Regions from separate parts of the Hordeum vulgare genome. Here region 1 is linked to region 2. The links are chromatin contacts, called in public Hi-C maps. All regions are on one chromosome and are shown on one strand. The core of a region is the stretch at or near the end of the contact, and the rest is flanking DNA. Distances in the headings are between cores, read along the strand shown.

Region 1 (6,938 bases), core at 3,389-5,888, 340 kb after region 2:
TTGAGTGCTGGTTGCCTGCGTGTTGCTGGTCTGCTGCCTGCCTGCGTGTTCCTGGCTGCTGCTGCCTGATGTGCTGAGTTGCTGTCATGTGTCGTTGCCCTGCTGCCGAGCTGCTTTGCTGTTGTTGCCGCTGCTTAGTTGCTTGCCAAGTATTATTGTTGCTAGGCGTTGCCTGCTTGCCTGCTTGTGCTGTTGGTTGCTGTGCCGAACAGTTGCAGGTTGATGTTGCTGTAAATGTTGTTGTTGCTCCTGCGAGTTTGGTGTTGGTGCTTGCGTTTTGCCTGCTGAGCCGATTGCTAGATAGCTGCTAGCTTGCTTGCTGTTAGATGCTAGTGCTAGTACCTGTAGGTAGTTTGCTGCGCTTGCTAGTTGCTGTAGTTGTTGTTGTGTCGCGTGCCGTCGCCGCGTGCACCATTCCCTCCTCCGTGGAACCGACAAATTCGCCAAGCACCATGACGTCCTCGACGACCCCGGAAACGAGTTCGACTTCCTCGACGTCGCCGAAGACCCGTGTTCGACTACCGAGGTGAAGACCGTAACCGACGCCGAAGACCGTGAACCAACGCCAAGAGAACGACTACAGTCGACGAGACTCGAGTACCACGACTACCACTACGACCCCGACGACCGTTGTTTTCCTTCACCGAACCGAACCCCTCCGTTTGCACGCTTCGAAGGTATACCGATGAGACATGGCCGTGAACCATGTACATGTGTTGTATGAGATGAATGTATGTTTGCACCGTATGTTGCCCGTTGCACGTTGTTCCTCTTTTGTTGTGCCCGACACATGGGAACCCGGTAACGGGATCACCCCATTCTTTATTTAGCGTTCCCGCACACGCTTCCTATACGTTGGCACTATATCTTGATGAGTATCGGGATAGGAACGTTGTCGTGGCTTCATTTCTGTTCTTGCCGCCATGGTTCCCTCTCGCTCGTCGTGGCGACACTTGTTTCTTTCTTTTCTTGCCGTGATGTTTGAAACTCCCATGCATGACGCATTCATGGCATGATATCTTGTGTTGCATGTCTCTTGTGTCGTAGCGTCCATTCTAAGCCCCTCGTGTTAACCGTCTAGGATGCCATGTAGGATCACCTCTTCACCCCTTGCCATGTTAACAACATTTAATATTGTGTGTTAAATAATTGAGAGTGAATTAAATAATTAATCGTGGAGTTTCATCGATATGCAAGTCGTTGCATATCGAGCTTCACTTAATGTGTAGAGTTTGCGTGAGGCGAACTGCCATGCCATGCCTTGCATCATTGATCTGATCATGCATCATAGTAGGTTGTGCATCATGTTGTGCATCGTGAGTTGAATATCTGTGTTGATGTTTGTTTCCGGTTTGCTCCGTCTCGATAGAGTTCCGCAAGCGTGTCGGAATGTGAGGACCCGTTCGACTACGTTGGTTCGCCGACTCCACCGAGTTGTTCTTCTTCCAAGCGGGATCTCACGCAAGATGACCATTTCCCCAGATACCATTACTATCATTGCCATGCTAGTTATTTCGATGCTATCGATTATGTCTCGTTGCCTACCACATGTTAAATATCAGCCTCTCAACAATGCCATGAAACCTTCAACCTGTTCAACCTAGCAAACCACTGATTGGCTATGTTACTGCTTGCTTAACCATGTTGTTAGCGTTGCTAGTTGCAGGTGCAGTTGCTTCCATGTGAAAACATGGGTTCCTTGTTATATCACCATATTTAAATGTTATTTAATTTAATGCACCTATATACTTGGTAAAAGGTGGAAGGCTCGGCCTTTCTAGCCTGGTGTTTTGTTCCACCTTTGCCCCCTTAGTTTTCGGCTACCGGTGTTATGTTCCATAAGTGAGCGCTCCTAACACGATCGGGGTTGTTATGGGGACCCCCTTGATAATTCGTTTTAGATTAAAGCTGGTCTGGCAAGGCCCAACTTTGGTACTACATTTGCCTAATAACTAATAAACTACATAGGGAGTAATTAACCCGAGGAAATTTAATCAACCCCCGGGCCAGTGCTCCTCATGAGTGTTGGTCCAACCCAGAGCACTGTGCGGGGCTAACCCAGGGCAACTTGGATGATTTCTATCAGGCCACCGTACGCGTCACTTATCCGTCGTGTCCTGAGAACTAGGTACGCGACTCCTATCGGGATCGTTGACACGTCGGGTGGCCTTGCTGGATTAGTTTTACCTTTGATGAAATATCTTGTGCATCGGGATTCCGGTGATGTTTTGGGTATTCTCAGAGTTGAGGTTTTCCACTAGGGAATCTGACGAGATCGCGAGCTTCGCGATTGAGGATTTCTATGCGGCTTGTGGTAATTTGTGATGGACTAGTTGGAGCACCCCTGCAGGGTTAAATATTTCCGTAAAGTTGTGCCCGCGGTTATGTGGCAACATGGAAACTTTGTTTAACACTGGTTCTAGATAACTTAAAGTTAACTTAATTAAGTATGACAACTGTGTGCGTAACCGTGACTGTGTCTTTCGTGAGTTCTTACTTCAATCGAGGACACGGTGGGGTTATGTCTGACGTAGGTAGATGTTCAGGATCATTCATTTGATCATCAGTAGTCACGTCCGCTATGCGTAGATCGTCCCCCTCTTATTTCTTGTACTCGTAAGTTTAGCCACCAACTATATGCTTAGCTGCTGCTGCAACCTCATCACTTAACCTTACCTCACCCAATAAGCTTTGCTATTCTTGATACCTTTGGAAATGAGATTGCTGAGTCCCCTATGGCTCACATATTACTACAACACCAGTTGCAGGTACATGTAAAGGTTACTTGACGCGAGCGCGTTGATTGTTCATTTAGAGTTGCTTCTTCTTCTTCTTCTTCTTCATTGATCTAGGATGGGTTCCAAGCCGGTAGCCTGGGATAGCAAGGATGGATGTCGTTCTTCTTTTCTCGTTTGTTTTCGTCCGTAGCCGGACCCTGCTCTTACTCTTGATGATTATGTAATGTACTGATGTGACTCTCATGTAGCTTGTGGCGAGTGTAAGCCAATTATATTATATATCTCTTCTTTTTAGTACATGTACTTGTAACGATATCCATTTTTGCGACACGACGAGATGCGCTTCTATCCCTGACGAGGTCTTCGTGCCAAATTGAGGACAGGGTCGCATCTTGGGCGTGACAGGGTCATCCTAAGAGAATTGAACAAGATTCTCAAGGAGTTAGCACTGATGCATCTAGTCATCCTAGAAATAAGAAGAAAGATGATAGGAACTTGCATGCTAGTAACCCTGTTGCTGTTACACGTGAGAGTCCATCTGTTTCTGATGCTGAAACACAGTCTCGTGATGAACATGAGCCTAATGATAATATCAATAATGATGTTCATGTTGATGCTCAACATAGCAATGATAAGGATGTGGAGATTGAACCTGTTGATCTTGATAACCCACAACCTAAGAATAGAAGATACGATAAGAACGACTTCACTGTTAGGAAGCATGATAAAGAAAGGGAACCATGGGTTCAAAAACCCATGCCCTTTCCTCCCAAACCATCCAAGAAAAAGGATGATGATGATTTTAAGCAATTTGTTGAAATGATTAGACCCGTGTTTCTGCAAATGCGTTTGACAGATATGCTCAAAATGTCTCCGTATGCTAAGTACATGAAGGATATTGTGACTAATAAGAGGAGGATACCTGAGGTTGAGTTTTCCACCATGCTTACTAATTTTTTAAAGCACGGACATTTTTTGAATTTTGAGAACAAAATTTTGAAACGAAGAACAATTAAAAGAAACCAAACAAATTTGGGAGGGCGGACGATTTTTTAAGCACAAACATTTTTTGAACCTTGAGAACCAATTTTGAGATAGTGAAATTTTTAGAAAAATCCAAAACAAATTTGGAAGCGCGGACAATTTTTGAAAGCACAAACATTTTTTAAATCTTGAGAACAAAATTTTGAAACGGAGAATAATTTTGAAAAAACCCAAAACAAAGTACAAACAATTTTGAATATTTTTTGAAACAGAGAACAAATTTGAAATCACGAACAATTTTTCAAAGCATGAACATTTTTATAATCTTGAGAACAAATTTTCGTACCGAGAACAATTTTGAAAAATCATGAACAAATTTGGAAGCGTGAACATTTTTTTAATGGACAAACATTTTTAGAATCTTGAGCACAAAATTTTGAAACGGACAATAATTCTTATCATTTTTTGAAAATTCGAAACATTTTTACAATTTGAAGAACAATGTTTGAAAATCCCTAACATTTTGTAAAAATTCGAAACATTTTATAAAATTCAGAACATTTTCGAAAAAACAGAAACGAATAAAGAAAAAAAGAAACGAAAAAAAAGGAAAACGGTTCGGAGAACCTTTTATAAAGTTTCCAGTTAGGAAAGTGTAGGAGATTTAGAAAACTATAATCCCGCAACCGATAATGGGTTGATCCAGATCATCGATCGCTAGGGTTTCTGTGTGCGAAACCCCGAGAATTTATCGCAACGCGCGGCAAATAGGGTTTTCCGCGTCCACCTTCATTACACGCATTTAGGCGCGTATATATGGGCCGGCCTGGTCGGGTTCTCGCTAAGACAGCCTAGCAGGCCCACACGCCAGACGCAGATCTAGGGCAAAACTGCGACGAAGCAAACGGCGACCGTGAGATGCAGATCAAACCGTAGGCACGCCACCACACATCCCCCCGTTTTAAGGCCCCAAACCCTCTCGAATCCGCCCCTCTCCTGCGCCGTCGTCCTCCTCCTCGCCTCCCAGCAGCCACACCTCGACTCGCTCCCTCGAGGTAACCGGTCCATCCTCACCGACCCCTCCCCTTCCACCAGTTCCGTAGATCCGCTCGTAGCTGCTCCGGATCTTTTGGTTCTATGTTGCATCTTCGATCTCTTCGCGGTGAATCGCGTGATGATTTTAGTTCCGCTTCTTAATTATCCTGTGGATGTGTCAGCTTTGGTCTTCGATCTGGAGGCGCTTGTACGTGGTCAGTTGGCGCGTGTTAGAGCAGATCTCGGTTATTGGCCGCGGAGGATTTGTTGGTTATTGATGCTGTTTAGGGGGGTTAGATCCGATGCGTTGTGTGTTCTGTTCGTCAAATTTGGTCACGCGTCGCATGCTTCAGTGAAGGTGCAGTATCAGTAAATGGATTTGGCCTGGGTTGCTTGTCTGTTTGCATGATTCTTACCCCTATCTACCTAGTTTTGAATGCACTACATCCCTGTGCGTGATTTATCTGGAAACGAGTTATGTTATGTCAGTCAGTTATCTATCGGTGTGTGTACCATGTCAATTTCTTGCATCCGAATTTACGCTTTATGTCATTTCAAACAAAGATTTGTAGTGTTGATGCATCTTGTGTAGGCATATGATAACCCCCTGCTCGTTCTTAGGTGTTCCTCTTCTGTCTAATTGTGTAGCTGCTCTTGCGTGTCAATTTGATTCGCTAGTTCCCTACAAATCTCCCTTGTTTGCTATTGAAATCATTTGCTTGATTGCTGCTTGAGTTACTGGGAGTACTGTTACATAGATAGAATTAGGATGCCATTAGTGTAAACTGGTTTGTGGTTTCCAAGTTATATTCCACAGTTTGTGTGCCAATATCCACTGTTCTTACATCGTTCTCTTCTTTGCCTGTAGATCAGCTGTTTTCCATCCTTTTGAGGCAAGATGGCGGCTACCTTCAATGTTAACGCTGAGGCAGGCCTTAAAAAGCTTGATGGCTACCTTCTGTCCCGCAGCTACATCTCTGGGTATGTGTTTAATGCCATAGTTGTTTACTAAATGGTTGTATTTGTTTCATCAGACTTACTCTGTAAAATTATCTTCTGTAGATACCAAGCTTCCAAGGATGACTTGGCTGTGTATTCTGAATTCTCAGTTGCTCCACCATCGACTTGCACCAATGTTGCAAGGTGGTACAATCACATTGATGCGCTCCTGAAGCTGAGGTATGCTCTCAAGCTAATTTAAATTCCAAACGGCCTTTCATTTTCTGCTGTCCCTGTAAGTGATGCTAATTTATGTAAACAATCTATTCATGCTCAGTGGAGTTACTGCCCCTGGTCAAGGTGTGAAGGTTCTGTCATCAATTGTCCCTGAAACCTCAACTACTGATGTTGCTGAGGTTACATTCATAAACCATCTGCTCTGGACTATTCTAATAATTTCTTTTGCATAAGCGTGCCACCTGCTGAACTGGTTCATGTGGCTGGTTGTTGGGCATTTATGTGGTTTAAATCTTCCAGTATAACAGTATAACATCATGTATCCTCTACTTTGCAGGCTCCTGCAGCTGATGATGACGATGACAGCGATGTTGACCTTTTTGGAGAGGAAACCGAAGAGGAGAAGAAGGCAGCTGAAGAGCGTGCTGCCAAAGCGAAGGCATCTACCAAGAAGAAAGAATGTATGTTATCCTGCATTCTCTGTATTTTAATAGTTCTAATATTGTATGGCTGAATCAATTATTTTGTACCCTCAAAATTCATAACCAAGTATCAGTGAAGAATATATGCTATGTCGTACTTATTTATGAACATTGTTTTAAGCTACTGTTTGTGCTGTTAAACTTCAAAACCCAGTATTTCTACTAACTTTGTACTTTTGCTGTTGTCAGCTGGCAAGTCATCAGTTTTGCTTGATGTTAAGCCATGGGATGATGAGACTGACATGGTCAAGCTAGAGGAAGCTGTCCGAAGCATCAAGATGGAGGGCCTTCTGTGGGGTGCTTGTATGTCACTTACTCTTAACTGTCTTTGTACTTCAATTTTGGTGATGCATATTATTTTTCTGTCTGCATAATTATACTTGTGTTTTGTAACGTTGATGGTTTGCCATTGCTTGCAGCCAAGCTCATGCCAGTTGGATATGGCATCAAGAAGCTCCAGATTATGATGACCATCATTGATGACCTTGTCTCTGTTGACACTCTGATTGAAGACCATCTGTGC
Region 2 (6,936 bases), core at 3,916-6,415:
TGCTGGGGGCGCCCAGGGGCGCCGGGGGAAAGAAATTTGACACGAAAACAAACCGCGCTAGATTACTCCCCTGTGGACCCACCGAGTTAGCGACTGTGCGTCACCGAGAACCTTTGTCGTCCTCATCGCCTCGACTCCCCCGTTGGTTGGGTGTCCAAGGTCTAGCAGCGCAGTGATGGCGAGCAGCCAAGGTAGGCCCCCGACAACCACACCCTCTGGATGGTGTACTTCCAGTATCGTCACGCCAACCAGCTGGCATCGACCAACGGTGCCCCGACGCCGAGAGGGCGCCACTACTCCGATGGCCGCCGTCAATGGTGGGGCGTCCCCGGGCGCACGCTTCACGCCGTCCTTGAGCACATCATGGGAGGCAACCAGCCGCTGCTGGAGTACCCGACACCATCGTTCTCTCGTCGGAGCGGGGAGCTCGTGGCTGCCAAGGCGCATGACACCTTCGTCCTCATTGTCCATCGGCTCCTGCTCCTCCGGTGCGGCGACGCCGCTCGTCGGCGTCAAGCCCGAACCGCAGGATACGCCACTCCTTCGACGCAACCGTAGCGGCAACCTCGTCATAAACGAGGGCCGCCGCGACTCTTCCCCTTCCCGCGGCCACCTTCGACTGGTAAAGCTGGAGAAGGGGCCGTCGATGCCACCCGTGGTCAATCAGGAGGACGTGGAGATGGCGCCGACCTCGACGCCGGCCTCGCATGGTCGCACGACGACTACGTGAGGGAGGAGATGGAGCATCATCATCGCGCTCTAGAGGAAATCGTCGAGCGGCGCCGCAACCGCGACGAGGACGACATCATCGTCCTCTCCGACAGCGACGAGGAGGTGATCGTGCCTAAGCCCGTCCGCATCGACGATTCAGGGTAGGGCTGCAGCAAGGACGACGGCGTGGAGGACGAGCCACCGAGCGACGACAACGACGATGACTACACCGTCTTATACAACCTCCTCGGCATGAACTAATCTCGGGACGGCAACAACGACGTAGTTTTTTAGGTTTTTATTGTTGTTTTCTAAATTTGTATAAATATGAATGAAATCGTTTATATTTCGTTTAAAATTAAGTAAATTTCGTTGAATTTGGGCGTTTGAATTTTTAAAATTTGGCTAAGTTATGTTTTTGAAGGACCCCAAAAGGTGTTATTTTTATTTACCTGAAAAACGTTCTTGAAAGGCCGATTGGAGATGCTCTAAGAAACCGTCGGATTTCGAAGGAAACACCACCCACCCACCGCACCGGAGACTAGTCGAGTGAGCTTGAGAAATAAACCAGTCAAGGCAGGCCACATAACTCCAAGGCCAACAAGAAGAGAAGATCCGATGGAATCTCCCTCTCGTCGCTCCTTCTTTACGTGCGAACGCGACTACAATTCAATTCGACCGGTGCCCCCGTTTGGCTGGGGAACAAAAGTCGCTGCTGCACCCACGGTTTGCCTGCGAGAATATGCTCCTTGTGTGATCCGGATTCCAGTCACCACTCTTTCTCTATCCGTCGTCCGAGGACCAATGACCGCCCTTCTCTCTCATCTCAACCGGCCAAAATCACTACATCCACACCATACTTCGCCCTCGCTAACTTGGGTTTCCAACTAGGCAACTGAGTAACGTTCTTTTTTCTGTCGGGCGGAGTGCTTCGTCCAACATTTCATACTGCCTCTATCTTAAAATAAGTGTTTTAAGTTTATATTATTTTTAGTATTAGTTTATTTGTATTAACTTTAAGATATTTATTTCGGGATGACCATTCCTTAAATACCGCCTTAATTGTTTTTATTTATTTATTGACTTACCAAATAAGCTACCTTTTGTATATCAATGAGTGACTACAAAATAATCACAGGCATGATTGTGGTGACATTTATTTACACAATCATATACTCCCCCTGTTCGGAAATACTTGTCATAGAAATGAATGTATTTAGATGTATTTTAATTTTAGACACATCTATTTTTATTTATTTGTGTGACAAGTAATTCCGGACGAAGGGAGTAATACATACATGTAAATTATAGGCGAATGTACTAGAATATTTATATCATGGAGCAACGCATGAGCAAATACCTAATAGAGAATATAGCAAGTTTAATGTTTTCATGCGACATCCAAACATAAATATTTGAATTGGAATTTTTACAATCATTTCCAATCCTATCAAAGACTCGTCGAGATACAATTGATTGGATGATTTTTAATTCTTGAGAGACAAATGAGATACAAGTGATTTTAACTTGTAAGAGCAACTCTAGCAGATGCCGCAACACATGCTACAAAAACAGTTTATGACTATACAATAATCTTCATAATTACAACACAAGTTCAAATTCAAATAATTAAAACAATAACAAAATGATCCAAAATAAAAAAAATGTTCAAACAACACATGAATACAAATAAGATAAAATGAATAAAATGGGAGTTTATCTCCCATATGGTTTTCACTGGTGCTTAGTGAGATCATCGTGTAGCTGGTCGTGTGTGGCATTATCTTCAGTAGGTCTAAAAAAATAGAGTGATCTCATCTGGGTTCTTGGCAGGCTTGACACAACTATCAATGTTGTTAGGGGGGCTACGATTGCCTACTCCATCGTCCGGTGGCCCGGATGTCGTCCGGGTGGTCACCCATCCTCGTCGTGGTGTGATGCACGAACGTGGGGATGGATGCTCCAGCCAGATCCGGTCTTCGATGATCGACTTGGGTTGTTGGTCGCAGTTGTAGGTGGTGGTGGCATTGGCATGGGGCTCCCTTCGTCCATGGTGCGTCGTGGGACTAGAAAGGAGGTGCCTTTTAGTCCTGCCATTGGTCAGTGAGGTGCTCGAGGTTTGGAGTCGGCTGCGGGTGTGAGTTGGGGATCGTGGACGCCGGGGCGACGACCCCGGATGGCGGTCAGTCAGATTGGCTTCTCAATAGGCGTCTTGGCGTTGGTGATGGTTGCATCTCTTGGTCGTGTGGGCGACAAAGGATATAGCGCTCGATGATCCTGGTATCGATGGTGTCTTGGCAGTGTCGGTTCCCAGATCATGTTCTGAAGGTCTCATTTGGTGGCGGCATGTCTTCCTGTAGGATGGATAGGTGCGCGGAGTTCCTTGGGTGGCACGGGTGAGAGGTTCTGGGCAAAAGCCTTGTGCTCCGGCACCGACAATGGTGATGCTCGTGCGTGTCATGTCCTTCTTGGGGGGGCCATTGTGATACCTCTTGCCAGGACATTAATCGAGGTGAAAACCCTTGACCGTTCCCTCGGTCTCGGCGGTGTTGACACAATGCATTGTGTTCCTCCTGAGGACATAGTCGTGGAGCTCAGTTTCCTCCATGCGCACCGCACCATCATCGATAGCCATTTTCTGATCCTGGCTTGAGGTCTCCTTAACTCTAGCACGGGCGGTCGCATTTGCCTTCATATCTTCTACACGGGTCCTCGTTGATGCCACTCCAGGTCCTTGTTGTCTGCTTGTAGGTTCGAGCTCCGTGATCCGGAGTGAGAGGACAGGGGGTCCTCTTCGGTGACAACTTGGTGTGAGTGGCGGAACGAGGCCGGGTGGTTTCCCCTGGTGGTTGACCGTCTTCCTTGTTGGTAGTCTATGGTGTTTTGGGGTAGGGTGTGGATTCTCTTGTATTTCTTGATTTTCTCCGATCTTCTTTGTGAGAGGTTATCCTCATCTCCTTGTATTAGTTTGGCTGTGGTGCTTTATATATAAAGAAGGACGGAAGCCTTTTTTCGATAACGTGGTATATTCTCCAATGCAAATATACTTATCGGTGTAATCAGCTGGAATGCCATATGCTATTGCTCTCATTGTCACCGATATTTTTTGGTATGTACTAAATCTAAGCAACCCGACGGCATTCCTCCGACGAGTTAAGAAACAACAATCTTTCTCACAAGCTTGAGTAATGCGAACAAAAGGAGATCTACACATTCGGTAATGCCTACAGAAGAGGTGAGCCGAATAGGTTGGTAACTCGACAAAGTAGTCTTTCATGAGAATATTGTGGCTGAGAGCTCAGTTGCCCAGAATGCAAAGACGGCTAACCTTCGATCCGTGGTGCTTTTTCTTCTTGTCGACTTCAAACTCTTAGGCAAGTTGCAACAAGAGGAGGTGCTCGACATCATCGTTAAAAAACATCTCCTCTATGTAGGAATCATCTGAATCCGACGACGAGGAATCCATCTATGAAAATAAATCTGGGACTTTGTCACAATCACCCCTTGGTCGGAAATTAAATCGAGAGGAAAGACCTATATATTAGCTTTGGTCGGAACCAAATCCGTCACCCCAAACTTCCGCACCCCGATCAAATAGAAATCTTTCGCCACCGCCCCTTACTTCCCCTTGGCCCCATGTCCGTGGCTTTGGCACGCCTGGATGACTGTGTAGCTCACTCACGGCTGGAGCAGTTGGATCCGCCCGTAACGAGCCACTCCACGAAGCTACCGGTCGGATCCATGGCGTCGGCTGCGGCCCGCTCGCGGGGAAAATTAGCCACCCAAGCACCAATCTTGGTGAAGAAGATGCGAGCGAGGACGACCGAAGCTCTTCATGGCGCATAGTGGCCAGGGGAAGCAAATATCATCGAAGGTTTACAACGGGGGCGGCAGCGGAATGGCGAGTGCGAGCAAAAAATTTCTCCCGCCACTCGAGAGAGGGAACCTTAAAGAGGAGGGGAAAACGATAGATTTAGCAGTTACGGGTCATAGTACATATTTTTTTTACGGGTCAGGTTGATATATGAATCTGATCGTAATTTGATTTCATCCAGATTCTATATATTGACGGTTATTTAGTGGGGCGAACGGATTAACGTATCCCCTAGAGTTGCTCTAACCTACTCCTTCCATACCACTTCTATAAGCTCACGAGTTCTGGATCAATATAATATATGACGTTTTAACAGTTCATGGTACAGAGTCGGTACTAAGTACTTCCTCCGTCTCAAAATAAGTGATTCAAAAGTGACTCAACTTTGTATTAAAGTTAGTGCAAAGTCGAGTTATTTTTAAATCACTTATTTTGGGATGGAGAGAGTAGTAGAGAGGAGAAGGATTTCAAAATCTCAACGAGGGTCCCTGCGACCAACCGTTACACCCGTCGTCCGGGTGCCCATAGCCACGGTCTCACGCACACCGCCCCACGCCCCACGCCCCTTGCCACGCTTAGCATATGCCGGTAAATATTCCAAGAACGTCGCCATCTTCTTCCTCTTCCTCTCCTCCAACCGCTTACCTCACTAACCACGTACGTACGGTGCCCGCGCCTATATTACCAGCACTCATCGCCGCTTCACCCCTCATTAATCCGCCAACACCACCGATTGCTCACCTTCATATCGCAGATTGTCGTTGCATTGCCCTCGAGGAGGCGAGATTAGTTGATTTCGGTTGGGGATTAGTTGAGCAGAAGGCAGTCGGCGGCCTCTGGATTGATTTGCACGCCATGAAATTCGGTAAGTGGCTCAAGCGGCAGATCGAGCAGAGCCTCCCGGCATGGAAGGACGAGTTCCTGAGCTACAACGAGCTCAAGCCCGTCATCGGCGCCGTCTCGCCGGCCGAGTTCGTCGCCCGCCTCGACGTTCAAATAGAGAAGATCAACGCCTTCTTCATCGAGCAGGAGGAGTTCTTCATCATCACCCACAGGGTACGTGTACGCGCTGATTGCTAGCCAGCCAGTCCCAATGGCTTCGCCTGCCCTGCGAATTTCTCTGACGGTCCGTGCGTTCTTGGTGGTGTGTGTGTATGTGCGAGCAGGAGCTGCAGGGGGCGATCAGGAGCGCGCTGGAGAGGAAGGTGGCGGTGCCGGCGGCTGCGCACGAGGCCGAGATCGCGGCGATCCGGAGGGAGATCGTCAACTTCCACGGCGAGATGGTGCTGCTGCTCAACTACAGCAGCGTCAACTACATCGGCCTGGCCAAGATCCTCAAGAAGTACGACAAGCGCACGGGCGCAGGGATCCGGCTCGCCGTGATCGAGACGGTGCTGGTGCAGCCCTTCTTCACGGTGGAGGCGGTGTCCCTGATGGTGAGGGAGTGCGAGGCCATGATGGAGGCAGTGTTCCCCACGGCGCCCGGCGAGGGGCAGGCGGCGGCGCGGCGGGACCGCGAGGCCCTGGTCGCAGCGGAGCAGAGGATCTTCCGCAACACCGTGTCGGCGCTCCTGGCCATGCAGGACGTGCGCAGCAGCAGCTCCACGCGCGGCCGCCACTCGCTGCCGCCGCTCAACCTGCCGGACTCGGACTGGCTCCGCTCCTTCTAGCCGCCGCCGTCGTCCCCCATTCCATTCCCCGTCCAATGACCCCCGCCGGCCTCTTCTTGGTGGCCTCACCAGCCACATCCACAGATATGTAATTGGCTATCTGTAGTTTCTAACTTCTTTTTTTGTTTCCCTTTCTTTTTACCACGCTGGTGTAAGATGGTAACAAGATGTGAGCATACAAATTCATACTACTGTGCATTATGTTATGCTCCTATATAAATCTTTGTCAGGACTCAGGACACTAACCGAGCGTCAAATCTAGTTGAGTTTGTGCTTAAATATGGTTGAGTGCGTCGTAGAAAATTAAATCTCATTCAAACTGCCATGATGCCGAAGAAAGGTCATGGTTCTAATTTACTAAGAAACAACAAAATTCATCTCTGGCTCCTGACGAATCCAGAGGTCAAGGAAAAACGTCCAACAGAAATCAACCGTTCGAACGGTCATACCGTCTCTGAATTTTCAGACCATTCACGAGTCAATCCATTAGTCTGAAGCTGACAATGCTATCTGACTGGATCAAGCAAATCGACACCGAGGGTTCATATGTTTAGAGAAACAATTCCGTCAGGATCGAGCTACGCAAGATGATTCCTTCGCCGAAACGAATATACCTTGATATTGTAGAGAAGCGGCCAAAAGACCACATCAAAAGCGACGAAGATAAACTATTTATTGTCA

The links. Hi-C and Micro-C count contacts between places; a contact is called where the count stands out from the background.
Region 1: a contact with region 2 is called in a Hi-C map of seedling, with 3 times the contacts expected there. The contact joins the promoter of LOC123425324 here to the promoter of LOC123429696 in region 2. A contact is called at or near these places in 2 of 6 Hi-C or Micro-C datasets (leaf and seedling) and 1 of 1 datasets of contacts at active chromatin or transcription factors (embryo).

The regions. Positions count from the first base shown.
Region 1 is chr2H:101,506,501-101,513,438 of MorexV3_pseudomolecules_assembly, forward strand. It overlaps LOC123425324 (elongation factor 1-delta 1-like), which reads left to right and starts at 4,639. Exons shown (of 8, transcript XM_045109008.1): 1 at 4,639-4,777; 2 at 5,626-5,738; 3 at 5,820-5,936; 4 at 6,034-6,112; 5 at 6,271-6,394; 6 at 6,605-6,718; 7 at 6,835-6,938. The coding sequence starts at 5,656.
Region 2 is chr2H:101,169,826-101,176,761 of MorexV3_pseudomolecules_assembly, forward strand. It overlaps LOC123429696 (SPX domain-containing protein 6-like), which reads left to right and starts at 5,166. Exons shown (of 2, transcript XM_045113706.1): 1 at 5,166-5,641; 2 at 5,752-6,500. The coding sequence starts at 5,168. The coding sequence ends at 6,255.